Linked DNA regions of Danio rerio: region 2 is linked to region 1. The links are chromatin contacts, called in public Hi-C maps. All regions are on one chromosome and are shown on one strand. The core of a region is the stretch at or near the end of the contact, and the rest is flanking DNA. Distances in the headings are between cores, read along the strand shown.

Region 1 (2,953 bases), core at 394-2,893:
ATGGTCAGCAGGAGAGGTGACATTTAAAAATAACCTAATAATAACAAATTAAACCGTGATTTCTCTATTTTTAGCCCAAAAGCCTGATAGACTATTGTTGTGCAATGAAATATAGCGTTACTAACCGACGAGGAAACACGCATGACAGTGCTTTTACAAAATTCGTTCTTAGAAAGAGCAGCCAGGAAGGGGAAACTGATGGATTTGTGCGGAATATTAGCATCATTGACCCATAACCATGTAATGTACAGTGAGTTACCTGTCAGTATGTTTGTATGCTCTTTATAAATTACTGAACAACAGCTGCTGGTAAAGTATATTGATCACAAGTGCTCAGTCTGTGATCATATCTCGGTTTTGTTGTGTTTATTTGTAATTTCAAATATTCGTAGCTTAAAATAGATGGAAATATGAAGTTCAGTAAAGTTAGCAACAGATTCGCTCTGCTCCTTTAGCGCCCCTCACACTGCTTGATCCACGCTGGCATTTCTCCTCTTGGTTTTTTGGTTTTGAAAAAGGAAAAAATTCCACCATCCCGTCCAAAATTTAAGGATACCGGGTATCAGATGTACACAATCCATATGCACTCGCTCGAAAGTTTGAGAGCCCCTGCGCATTGCTACAGTTGCTAAGCCACCATTGGTGGGTGGCGGTTTTTGGGTGTGGCTTAGCGAAGGGTCAATTAACTTAACTGAATAATGGAAAAAAACAATTAAGTAGTCGCCCAAAAAACTTGAATTGTGTCTAATTTTAAATAAGTAGCTTGAACAAGCAGCAAAAGTAATTTCTTGACTATACAGTCACATCAAAATAATTACCAGTGTTTCTGGATTAGATTTTGAGTTCTTATATTGGAAATAATGTTTAGTCTCTTGCACAGGTTTTGCTCCATAAGTCATCAATGTATCATCAGGACCAACAGGTATTAATTTTGTTATTCCTGTACATGTTTTTGACTCTCAAAAGTGATGACTTTTATTTTATAAATCATCGAATCAATCAGATAAAAGCATAAAAGCATGTAAATGTTATGCTAAACAAAAAAAACTCTACATTTTAAACAAAAAGTGAAACGACTGCAAATTTAAATTTCTGGGTGAACTGCCCCTTTTAATGCATTGTGAATAATCAATAAACGATTGTATCATTTATGAAATAAACCGATATTTATCATAATCCTTTAATTCATTAACTAATGGTAAAAACAAGACCTTATTGGAAAGTGTTCCCAAATAATCTAACTTCTGTCAGTTACACTTAAAACATCAATTGAGAACATTATAAATAATCATTTTTGGTTCTTTAAAATGCACAAACAAATACAAGTAATAAAAAAGGGTATTATAATCAGAAAACAGCTTGTTTGATGATACGTAACATTAGTGAACAAACCTATTGCACTCTCTAATGTGGTTTGTGTGATAATATTGTGAATATTGCAACACGCCTGCTCAAATTTGACCCACAAAACCATCATAATTTCATGAATTTTAGGGCGGAAATTGAGACAGTGTGTTAATGGTGCGCTGAGCTCACTGAGGTAAGAGAGAGCAAATGTTTGCAAGGCTTATGAGTTCATTGAGTTATTTTTGTCTGAAATAGAGAGTGCATAGTCCAAAATGTCCAGAGTCCAGTGGAAACAGACGGGACGGCCAGAGGAATCATCATACTCTGTTTGTGTCGATATCTGTACCGTCTGAGCCCCGCAGACTCTTGATCTGATCGAGAACCCAGCCGATTCTGGGCCTTTCCTGAGGATTGGTCACCATAGTGGAGCTGAGCAGCGTTTGGAGCTCTGGAGAATAACTGCATCAAATATACAGACATGTCAACTGCTTATAAAGTTAACACAGTAACGTTTTGTTTTATTATTATTATTATTTGTTAAGGCAGCATTCCCAGTTGTAGAGATGCAAGAATATGTTATGATTAGAAAATATAAAGTAGCTTTCAATTTAATGCAAGAAAAAAAATAAATGTTATCCCAGTATACATTATTCATTCATTCATGGTTGTTTCGGCTTAGTCCCTTTATTAATCGAAGGTCACCACAGCGGAATAACCCGCCAACTTATCCAGCACGTTTTTTTTATGCAGCGGATGCCCTTCCAGCTGAAACCCATCTCTGGGAAACATCCACACACTCATTCACACTCATACACTACAGGCAATTTCGCCTACCCAATTCACCTGCACCGCATGTCTTTGGACTGTGGGGGAATCAGTATACATCATTTTATATATACATCCAAAAACAAATTAAAAGTGCTTCAGGGGTAGTTAATGTGTCTGTGCTCTTTGGGTAAGAGACTGATGAAGATACCTGATGAAGGTAAGTGTTGCCGAAATGCGTAGGCGTAGTTTTAAACGAATAGACAGTTATGATAATAATGGCTTTGTAATTTTTTCACTTACATTTCGAGTGCCTTGGAATTATGGTTTTGTTGTTTATCACTTTATATATATTTACCACAATGTATAAAAAACTTATATACATGTACAGTTGAAGTCAGAATTATTAACCCCCCTTAATTAAACCACTTGTTTATTTTTTACCCAATTTCTGTTTAACGGAGAGCAGATTTTTTTTTTACACATTTCTAAACACAATAGATTAATAACTCATCTCTAATAAATTATTTATTTTAGCTTTTCTATGATGACAGTAAACAATATTTGACTAGATACTATTCAAGACACTTCTATACAGCATAAAGTGACATTTAAAGGCTTAACTAGGTTAATTAGGATAAACTAGGCAGGTTAGGGTAATTAGGCAAGCTACTGTATAACGATAGTTTGTTCTGTAGACTGAGAAAAATATAGCTTAAAGGGGCTAATATTTTTGACCTTTTAATAAAAAGTGCTTTTTTTCTAAAAATAAAACAAATAAGACATTCTCTAAAAGAAAAAAATATTTTCAGACATACTGTGAACTTTTTCTTGCTCTGTT
Region 2 (3,048 bases), core at 225-2,724, 52 kb before region 1:
GTAAATTTCTATAAAAGACACAGTTTTCTTTTTCTGGACATACTGCCTTTTTAGTATTTCGTTTTTTTTAACAAACGATGGCACTGTAAACACATTTGAATGGCATGCAGTAATAAGAGATGCGTGACCTGACTGCAAGTCCAGCATCTCTGAGTGTTTTGGCGGTTCCTCCTGATGCCACTAATGACAGACCCACTGACACCAGACGCCTGGCGAACTCCACCAGTCCAGTCTTATCCGAAACGCTCAGCAATGCTGAAAGAGAAAAATCAATGAGTCAAATCAATTAGACAACCAGAAACTGTCCAAGCTCAGGACAAAGCATGTGACATTTCAACAAATGAAGCAATATGGAGAGTAGTTCAAATTGCATGTGATGATGACTAAACCACATCCATTTTTGTTTTTTGGCACAAAGTAAAACAATGATTGGATCAGGCTACAATACTATAGTCAGTTAATGATGTTTTAATAATTACACAGCGATGGTTTCAGACAGCAAAGTTACTGTGTTGATATGACGGCCCCAGTAAAATAAGCACGTCATGTTTTTTAATGTACATGTGAAATATAATTTCTAAAAGTGACTTTACATACATAGAAAGCGTTTTAAAATCTAAAATATATTAAATGTTGTGCTTTTTAAATAACACTCAAGAAAATATGATAAAATATAAGGGGAATAAACTCCGACTCATTCATGTGGTGTCTTCTGAAAATTAAATGTATTAATAAAAATAAGTACGAGAGTCAATAAGTCAGAAAAAAAACTTAGAAAAGTAAATAAATGCATAAATAAATGAACAAACAGGCCTTATTTCGAAATTCATAAATATGTTTTTGAATGATAGTCCAACCTATTTGTAAGAACACCCTAATATCTTGTACCAAAAATTACATATTTGGTAACTGATATACCTTATTATTTACAAAAATAAGCCTAATTTTAAGACTATAATGCAACATGCTTGAGCCAAATGCAGGGTATTACCATGGTACGTTTGTCTATACAATTAATAGTGGGATATCAGGTCAGCATGTGAATAGGTATCATGCACAAACTCTTTTCTCTACATCTATAAAGTTTATGTAGACAAAATAATCAAAAGACGAAATAAACAAAATAAACGCAATACTGTAGAACTTTGTAACTATAAAGCATTATGTTTGAGCCAAATGCATGGTTTTACCATGGTACGTTTGTCTATCAAAGTAATAGGGTGATATCAGGTCAGTTTGTAAATAAGTACCGCACACAAACTCTTTTCTATGCATCTATAAAGTTTATGTAATGTTAGTAAAGTCTGTGACGAAGCAACATGTCATCATCGTCCTACATCACCCCACAAAACAAACACAGCATACTAGATTTATATGCAAAACACGCAGAAAGTTTAAAAAGTAATACGATTACCTATTTCAGATGCCATGCTGCAGAGAAAGCGGAGGAAATCAGAGATTTGTGCTGGAGCGTCTCGTGAAGCGCGCGGTGTTAATCAAAACACGTGGATGCAATAGTTTTATCCGCGTAGATGCATGATGGGAATTGTAGTTTTTTAATTAAACGACACTCCCACTTCAGGGAAACTTGTTTAAAATCAGTTTTGTCGTAAGTATCCAGCTATAGAAAAGTGATTAAGAGACTTATCTGGATTTACAATTCAGTCATTGAAGTGTTTTTTTTTTTGTAGTAATTATGTTTAATGCTAATTTAAAATAAAAAATGCGATCAAGAGCATTTTTGTTTTCATTAAATAACAAATAATATATATTTTTAGACAAACCCAATATTGGTTTAACTGTTCAATAATTAGTACCCTAATATTCATAAAGAAAATTCTGACACTATCATTTTTTTTAAATTAATGCTTTAAGTGTTTAAAATAATAATTGTATAAATTCATTCATTCGTTTTTCTTCGTCTTAGTTCTTTGTTCTTTATTCATCAGAGGCCACCACAGTGGCAGGAACCGCCAACTTATACAGCATTTGTTTTACACAGCAGATGCCCTACCAGCCGCAACCCGGTATCGGGAAACACCCACTCTCATTCACACACATACAGCCAATTTAGTTTATTAAATTCACCTATAGTGCATGTCTTGGGACTGTGGGCGGAACCGGAGCACCCGGCGGAAACCCACGCAAACTCGGGGAGAACATGCAAACTCCACACAGAAATGAAAACCAAGACTCGAACCAGCGACCTTCTTGCTGTGAGGCGACCGTGCTAACCACTAAGGTACCGTGTTGCCTTAAATAAAAGTTATTAAAATAATTATTAAATTATAAAATAACATTTTAATCAAACCCACACCTAACAAACCCAGGAAAATCAAAGCGAGAATTTTCAACTGGTCTCTTATTACTCTTCATATATTTAAATAGGCTATTTTTAATATTATTCACACTTTATTAAAAATACACTGTTGCAGTTACGTACCGAAACATAAAAGATAGGAGTCATGATGCATGTTCAAACAGATACCACAGAAATATATCAATGAAAGTTGTCATTTACCTTTGCAAACACACCGAAAGATGGCGCCTGTCGCACACCTTGCATTTTCACAACATGAACTCCCAATGCCTTCAGAAGCTCCTCGCTTTGTCCTCTTTGCGTCTTCTTTGAGATCAGCAGAACATTAGAAGTTCTAAAAAAGACTGACATCAATATTTAAATATTGATAAACCTAGCCAAAATATATAACAGTAGGTCTACATTTCATATTAGCTCAGTGGTTAGCACTATCGCCTCATAGCAAGAAGCTCGCCAGTTCGAGTCCCGTCTCAGTTAGCATTTCTGTGTGGAGTTTACATGCTTTCTCCGTGTTGGTGGGTGCTCCGGGTTCCCCCCAGTCCAAACACATGCGCTATAGGTGAATATAATAAACTAAATTGGTCGTATGAGTGTGTGTATGAGTGTGTATGGATGGTTTCCAGTACTGGGTTGCAGCTGGAAGGGCATCCGCTGCGTAAATAATGTGCTGGATAAGTTGGTGGTTCATTCTGCTGTGGCGACCCCAGATGAATAAGGAACTAAGCTGA

What was found. A called contact is a pair of places that touch in the nucleus more often than the background predicts.
Region 2: a Hi-C map of embryo shows a contact between it and region 1, with 2.9 times the contacts expected there. The contact joins the promoter of atic here to the enhancer-like site in region 1. A contact is called at or near these places in 4 of 18 Hi-C or Micro-C datasets (caudal fin, embryo, hematopoietic stem cells and 1 more) and 1 of 4 datasets of contacts at active chromatin or transcription factors (caudal fin).

What each region holds. Positions count from the first base shown.
Region 1 is chr1:6,833,776-6,836,728 of GRCz12tu, reverse strand. stk16 (serine/threonine kinase 16) reads right to left here. Exons shown (of 8, transcript NM_001017630.1): 8 at 1,084-1,806. The coding sequence ends at 1,665. Among named protein-coding and RNA genes, the nearest start is that of stk16, 11 kb to the right of the region's middle. Within about 2 kb of position 1,643, at least 4 of the 62 cell types and tissues checked have an H3K27ac peak or open chromatin away from gene starts, as enhancers often do.
Region 2 is chr1:6,885,888-6,888,935 of GRCz12tu, reverse strand. atic (5-aminoimidazole-4-carboxamide ribonucleotide formyltransferase/IMP cyclohydrolase) reads right to left here and starts at 1,474. Exons shown (of 15, transcript NM_001082796.2): 1 at 1,415-1,474; 2 at 129-255. The coding sequence starts at 1,430.